Linked DNA regions of Mus musculus: region 2 is linked to region 1. The links are chromatin contacts, called in public promoter capture Hi-C maps. All regions are on one chromosome and are shown on one strand. Each heading gives the region's core, a stretch centred on a gene start, on an enhancer-like site or on the middle of the called end of the contact. The rest is flanking DNA. Distances are from core to core; before and after follow the strand shown. Region 1 holds the start of Gdf15 (growth differentiation factor 15). Region 2 holds the start of 2010320M18Rik (RIKEN cDNA 2010320M18 gene).

Evidence for each region. Capture Hi-C pulls out chosen DNA fragments and counts their contacts.
Region 2: a promoter capture Hi-C map of liver shows a contact between it and region 1. The contact joins the promoter of 2010320M18Rik here to the promoter of Gdf15 in region 1. A contact is called at or near these places in 10 of 39 promoter capture datasets (the 3T3-L1 cell line, 3T3-L1-derived adipocytes, cranial neural crest and 5 more), 3 of 15 datasets of contacts at CTCF or cohesin (embryonic stem cells and large pre-B cells), 12 of 484 Hi-C or Micro-C datasets (CD8 T cells, embryonic stem cells, neural progenitor cells and 4 more), 11 of 115 datasets of contacts at active chromatin or transcription factors (Th17 cells, embryonic hindbrain, embryonic stem cells and 3 more) and 4 of 9 other capture datasets (adipose tissue, embryonic stem cells, liver and 1 more).

The regions. Positions count from the first base shown.
Region 1 is chr8:70,630,080-70,633,618 of GRCm38.p6, forward strand. It overlaps Gdf15 (growth differentiation factor 15), which reads right to left and starts at 2,016. Exons shown (of 2, transcript NM_011819.3): 1 at 1,254-2,016; 2 at 1-95. The coding sequence starts at 1,533. Gm34154 (a long non-coding RNA gene) reads left to right here and starts at 2,484. Exons shown (of 2, transcript XR_870495.2): 1 at 2,484-2,776.
Region 2 is chr8:70,775,046-70,778,353 of GRCm38.p6, forward strand. It overlaps 2010320M18Rik (RIKEN cDNA 2010320M18 gene), which reads left to right and starts at 1,817. Exons shown (of 1, transcript NR_029440.1): 1 at 1,817-2,561. Pik3r2 (phosphoinositide-3-kinase regulatory subunit 2) reads right to left here and starts at 1,667. Exons shown (of 16, transcript NM_008841.3): 1 at 1,562-1,667; 2 at 1-307. It overlaps Mast3 (microtubule associated serine/threonine kinase 3), which reads right to left. Exons shown (of 26, transcript NM_199308.2): 26 at 3,072-3,308.

The DNA.
Region 1 (3,539 bases), core at 766-3,265:
CAGCGCTCGGTGCACGCGGTAGGCTTCGGGGAGACCCTGACTCAGCGACGCCCGGTTGACGCGGAGTAGCAGCTGGCCGTGGGACCCCAATCTCACTGCAGAAGAAACCAGAACACCGGTTACTCATGTCCTTAGGGTGTGCCAGGCACAGATGTGCCCCTGTGCAAATGTGCCACTCCCGCCGACCACAGGGTCTGCACAGATGTCAAACATAGGTCTCTCAGTATAGCCCTGGCTGTCCTGGTAACTCTCCATGTAGGCCAGGCTGGCCTTGAACTCACAGATATTTGCCTGTTCTGTGCCACCCCTCACCCCCACCCCAAACCCTCGTGCTGGGATTAAAGACGTACACCGCCACCTTCTGGCTTAAAGTTGATTTTGCTCTTAGCGACAGAGATCCCTAAGGTCTGCCCTGCGCAGGACAGCATGGATCTCTCCAACCTTTTCCCAAGCCTCTGAATAAAGTGTTTAACAAACAGAAGTTGGTTTTCTTTAAAGCAGGGTTTGGTTGCCTACACCTGTCTTCCCAGAACTTGGGAAATGGAGGCAGAAGGATTGCCCTGAGTTTGAAATCGACCTGGGCTACAAATAAAATTTGGGGAGGTTCTCACTCTGTAGTCCCAGCTGGCCTTGAACTCAAGGCAATTCTGCTTCAACCCCCGGAGTAGTTAGGATGGCAGACATGCGCCACCACATCCAAGTGTAGCTTTGCAGATCTTTAGGGAGAGCTACAGTTCGCTTGGATTCACACAACCCTAGCGGATTTGTAAGGGGGCGTGACCCAAATCAGCCTGGGCCCGCCCTCAGCCCTGCTGGGTCCCAGAGCTGAGTCCAGTCCCCTGGATCCTCCTCCCTCCCATCCAAGCGACTGTCACTTGTTACTGTAGCAGTCTCTTTACAAGCGATTGCGTCAGATTTCCGATCCAGTTCCCGCAGGTTCTTTCCGTTTGGCTCCCAACCTGGCTCCTGTCCCTCCCTCTTCCCTCCAGGACCCTCTAACCTTCCCCCATGTCCTCCCCAACTCGAGTGCTGTGCATCTCCAGGAGCGACCTTGACCTCTCTGGACATCATTTGTCCAGCTCCGGTCTAGGGACGGTCATCCGTCCTACTCTGGCTGAGCCCGCTGCTGGCAGCTCCAGAGGTCACAGCAGGGGAAACTGAGTCTCGGAAGCTGGGCTGGGCTCGTGGACTTGAGTGTGTTGGTTGGAGCTTGGAGAGGGTGTTCCTGAAGTGGGTCCCTGGTTGCTACTCACCCTCTGGACTGAGTATCCGGACAGCTGGGTCAGGACTTGGTTCTGAGTTCGAGTCCTCTCGGCTCTGGTTGGCATGCAGCCGGCTCAGCAGGTCCTGGAAGCGACCCCGTAGCTCGTCGGCGTTGAGTTGGGACTCAGGGCCGGAGGGTCGCTGTTCAGGCATTGCCAGGGCGTCCCCCTGCGATGGCCATGACAGCAGCAGCAGCAACAGCAGCAGGAACAGCAGGAACCTCAGTTGAGAGCCGCCTGGAGGCTGGGCCTGGAGCGCGGGCGGGGCCATGTCGCTTGTGTCCTGAGTGTGTCTTTGAGTTAAGCCCTCTGCAGCTGCCTTTATACCCACTGGACTCTGTCCGCTCCGCCCCCGTGTGCGATGCCAACTCGGGTGACCAGGCTAATTCGGGCGGGAATCCCAGGGCTCCGCAGGGGGAGGGGGTGGGAGGGAGGGAAACCGCCGGGCTGGGACCTGAGTGAGGGCTGATCGTCCCCACAGAACATGTGATGGAGTCCAGACTGAAGTTCAAGTGGCTTCTTCCTTCCTCTTGGGACCAGGACTCTCTCCCTCTCTCTTTCCTCCTCTCTCCCTCCCTCCTCCCTCCACCCCCATCAAAGGTGAAGCCAAGGAAAACCTAGAAAAGGCAAGTTCAGGCAAGTCACCCCTATGCCTCAGTGTCCCAGGAGTAGACATTACAGCCGTGCCCAAATGGGCTGGGACATAAGGACAAATCAGGGACTGCACCTCTTCGGTGTCCTCTGTGGGACTCCTACCAATCCTTCAAAACCCTGTACGAACAGTTGTCGCTTCAGGAACCAGATTTACCTTTCAGGATGACTGGATGCTCACACGTGCCCTGCCCTGTGCCTGCCTCAGTATCCCCAGACCAGGGGTTCCTCTTGGGAATGGAGGGAAGAGGAAATCTGCTGCGGGCCTCCTTCCAAACAGGAGGCGGCAGGTGGCTGGAGGGGGTGGGCAGTTCGTCTCAGGCTCAGATAGAAGATGGAGGAGGAGGATGAAGGTGCCAGGAGCCCCATCCACGGTCAGCCTGGGCCCTGAAAGGGTAGTGGCTGTAGTTAGGGCCTCTGGGGAAGACAGGAGTGAGCAAGGAGGGGCACCAGGTGTCATCAAGGGCTCCTGCTGGGGTCCCTCCCAGTATTTACATACTGCTGGGTGGCCTCTGACCTGTGGGGTCACTCCAGGTTAATGACTGACTAGGGTTACTCCATGTCCCCCTGTGAAGACAAGGTAGGTGCATGGTAAGTCTTCACCCGCCATCTCCTTTGTCCAAGACCAGGATGACCCCCAGAACCCTCCCCAAACTGATTCCAGACCACTCCTCCTCAGATCCAAGCCCCACCCCTGATGCACTGCCCAGAACTACCTGTTTGCTCCAGGACCCTTTGCCTACGGGGGTGACTCTTAAAGATCAATGTGGAGAGAGGTGGCACCGCCCTTGGGATCGCAGCTGTGGGCAGTTTTGAGGTATCTGCACTCTGTGAGGAGGCACAGCATGGTGGCCACCTGGCCGGTGAGAGTGGGGTTCTGGGATTATGTTCATCTCTGACCGTTTTCCCCCAAATTTAAGTCTCAGAGTTGGATTCTCTGCCCTGGGCGAGCTGCTGATCTCCGAATCATATCCCAGAGGATAATACTGCAGTCTTCTGGTCCCAGGCCAGCCATTGAGCCTCAGTTTCTCTTTCTGTGAAAGGCTGCTGTGGTCTACATCGTCAGGGTAGGGGTACAGCGGGGGCCGGGGGTGCACGCTACAAATTGAGGGACTATCCCGCGGTCCCATGTGACCTTGGACAAGTTTCTCAGCCTCTCTGCGCTGCAGAGCAAAGGCCAAGGATCAGGATACAGCTGTCTTGCTGCGTGAGATGAGAGGTTGAGACAGGACCATCATGGGTCACAGGTGGGGAAACTGAGGCTGGGGACGGCCCAAAGTCTCTTGGGATGCAGATGGCTTCGTAGATATGGAGCTCGGGAGTGGGCCGAGCAGCTGCCCACTCCCACACGGGGAGCCCTGTGCGGTCTGGATGCTGGGACAGGCCTCGATGTTCTCAGCACTTCTGTACCCCACCTAACCCCACAGGCCGCAGACAGATGCAACCTCAGCCAGCCCAGGTTGCCTCTCTGGCCCTCGGTGTCTTCCTGTGATGGGTCCCAACTTTCCTAACCCACACAGGCCCCTTCAAAAAAGTCACCAGGGCTTCCTGTTTAGGATCCCACTTCGCCAGGCATCTGTGCCCCCTCAACACACACCCACTGCTGTGTGTGACCAACTATACCTT
Region 2 (3,308 bases), core at 567-3,066, 140 kb after region 1:
GGCCTGTGTGGTGGGCTTGTAGACCTCTACTTCCAGAAGTCACAGGCGACCTCGGGGGCCGCACATGCCTAGATGGCCATCTGTCACAGAGGCCACCATTTAGTCACCTGTGCAATGATGTTCCTGGTGTTTTCTCAAATTATTTGGCTTGTGTCACCCATCAGATGGTCAAGCTGGGATAGGTGGATCACTCCTTCATTAGCTGGGCTGTGGGTGCCCAGGCTTACTGGCTCTTCAAGATGTGCCTGACACCAGACGAAGGGACCCAGACCACAGGCTGCTACCATGCTCAGCCGGGAACACCAGCCTAAAGGACATGGACAAGGCGGAGTGAGCCAGGACAGAATCCCCCAGTGACCTTGGGGCTGGCCCCTGTCCCACTACTGATTAGTCTCCCCATCCGAGAGGCCACACTGACAGCCTTTCTTCGGGGTGCTGGGAGCTGAATGCTTTGCTGTCCCCACTAGGGTTGTGGGAACTGAAGTTCAGAGCTCTCTGAAGAACCCCACTCATCAGGAGGAAGCCAACCACAGATGCACCCAAGTTCAAGGCAGGAACAAAGACAGTGACCACATGGCCAGTTAGACTTGGGGTTATTGGGGAACCCCAAGAAGGGGTTGAACACCTGAGCAGTGGACATGGCCTATCAAGAGCTGTGGCCTGGGTGGGCATCCAAGGAAACAGAAGCCTTGGTTCCTGCAGGGGAGGTTGAGACAGGGTGCAGGGGTGTCCCCAGCTTGCCTTAGCCTGGGGCTCTCTGGTGATGCAAGAGAGGGGAGGTGTCAAGAAGAACCATGGTCACCTTAGTGCCACAGTAGGATGGGGACAGGAGCTGGACACCCCACATTGGGTCCTAGCCTGGGTCCCCATTCCAGCCTGCAGTTGGGTCTTCTGTGCATCCTCCTGGGGGAGCAAGGCTGACAGGTCCTCGTATAGGGACAGGGCAATGCATAGACAGACCGGTTCCTGCAAAGGCCCGATGGTGGAAGACGCCTGTCTAGGATGCAGAGGCTTTCAGAAAGAAGCCATGAAAAAGGCGTTTAGCGTGCCAAGGGGAGGGTCTGGGCTTCATCCCCAGATCTCGGGGACCCGGTGCAGGTGTCCTAGAGGGACTTAAGGCTTTGTGGTCCAGGGTATCCGGTGTGACTCACTGTCCGGCCTCTTGTGGCCTGCATGTTATAGGTAGGGAAACTGAGGGTCGGAGAGGCCTCTCCTAAGAAAGCCACCCGTCTGCCCGCCCCCGTGCCGAGCACGTCTGCACACCATGGGGGGAGGGTATCGCGGAACCCCCAATGCAAAAGGAGGGGCCTACGATGCACGCATAGTCTGTGTGCTCACACAGACGGGCCCCTAGACCCTCGTGCACCCCGAAGACCCCTGGACGACGGAAGTGGCCGGATCCGGGGTCGTGTCCCGCTCTCCGCCCCGTTGCGGGCGGGGACCTCCCGGCCTTAGAGACCCTGTCTCTACCCCGCAGGCTGCACAGCCCCACGCTCAGCTCGGAGCCCGGTTTTGTGCGGCTCCTTCTCTCCTCGGGTCCTCCCCACCACCATCGACTCACCCACTCCGGCCGCCGTCGCCACCACCACGACCGCCGCCGCCGTCGCCGCAGCCGCGGGATCCCTGCGTCAGCCACCGTCGCCGCGGTTCCAAGCCTTCGGGCCCGCCCCCAGGCGGAAATAGCCGAGCGCACTCGGGTCGGGAGGGCGGGCCTTTCCCCCCACACGAGGCGGAGCCCGAAGACCGAGGCACGCGGGCAAGCCTCCGGAAGCTGCCGAGTGTGCTCCCGCGGGAATGGGAGGCTGGGCTTTGCCACGAGACAGCCGAGGCTGGTCGGAGACAGCCGAGCACGGCCGTCGGAGGCTCACGAAAACACTAGAAAGCGGAAGGGTCGGGAACGCATTCGGTCCGAAGCTGGGCTCGGTGGACTTGGGACTCTGAGATACCCGAGCCATTCCGGAAGCAGCAGAACGTGCCATAACAGGGGTTTGTTTGTGTTTTTTACGAAGTCGTGAACCTGCCAGACCGCGGAATGTGTCTGGGAGGAACCGAACGACCTCAACTCCAGGCCTTGGGAGTTGACTCGGAGGCCGCCGATAGCTTCCGGAAATTGCCGAAGGTCCACTGGACGAGCTCGGCAGCTGTACCCTCAATGGAGAGCCGCTGGTGGAAGGAATGGAAGGCGAAGGCACTGCCATGACAACCCTAGGCGTCCGGAAACAGCCGAAGTGTCTCCGGCCCAACACGCGCGAGAATGCGGCTTATCAGCGTCCGGAAGCGAGATTGTTTCCGGAAATACGGACAGACTCTGGCGAGACGGAGAGAACCAGAAGTTGCCGAGCTTGTTCGGCTGATTTCCGAGGGATTCATTTATCTATTTTAGCTCACCGCAAAGACTAGGGTAGAAAATTGGGACGGAGGGGTTGCAGCGAGAGTTCGGCAGTTAAGCATGCTCACTGCTCTTGCACAGGATCCAGGTTCAGTAAATTACAGCCGCGTATAACCCGACTGGAATTAAAAGCAAGAGCTATGACGCCCAGCGTTTTGGATTTTTCCTTTTTAAGATTTTGTGTTTTTCTTCATGTTCAACTGTGCGCCTTGTGAGTACCTGGTGTCTGTGGAAGTTAGAAGAGACATCGGATGCTCTAGAACTTGAGTTACGGCTGTGAGCTGCCATGTAGGTGCTGGGAATACAACCTGGGTCCTCTAGAAGAGCAGCCAGTGCTTTTAATCATTGATTCCTTTGGCTTTATTATTTGAAACAGGGTCTTGTTATTAGCCCAGGCTGTATCTGAACTCATGATCCTTCTGCTTCGTGCCTCCCCACGCCCCCACCTCCAAGTGTTAGGATTACATGTGTATACAGCCATGCCTGGAAACACTTCATTTTAGAGATGAGATTTTGCCCTATTGCCCTAGCCAGGATCCCAGCCTGCTAGGTAGCTGGGATGCAGGCTGGCTTGGATTAAGTGTTTAACCAAACCCCTATACAGCCAACAAAACTCACTTAGATGATATCGAGCCATCAGTTTTTCCCTACCCCCAGCCACTCACAAATGCACACACCAGTATCAGATGTCTTCATGGGACTTTATTTGATGCCAGCTCCAAGATGGGTAGAGGGCTACTCATGCACAGCCTTGGTCTCCCTTCCAGCAGAAGGTACTGGCTGCGAGTCAGGGAGGTGCAGAGGGTTTGAGTGCCTGCGAATTCCCCTCGTGGAGTGTGTAGAGCTGCACCACTGGCAACCTACTACATGGCTGCTAGATCACACAGCATGGGAGTCTGGGCTCCCCCATGGCCATGCT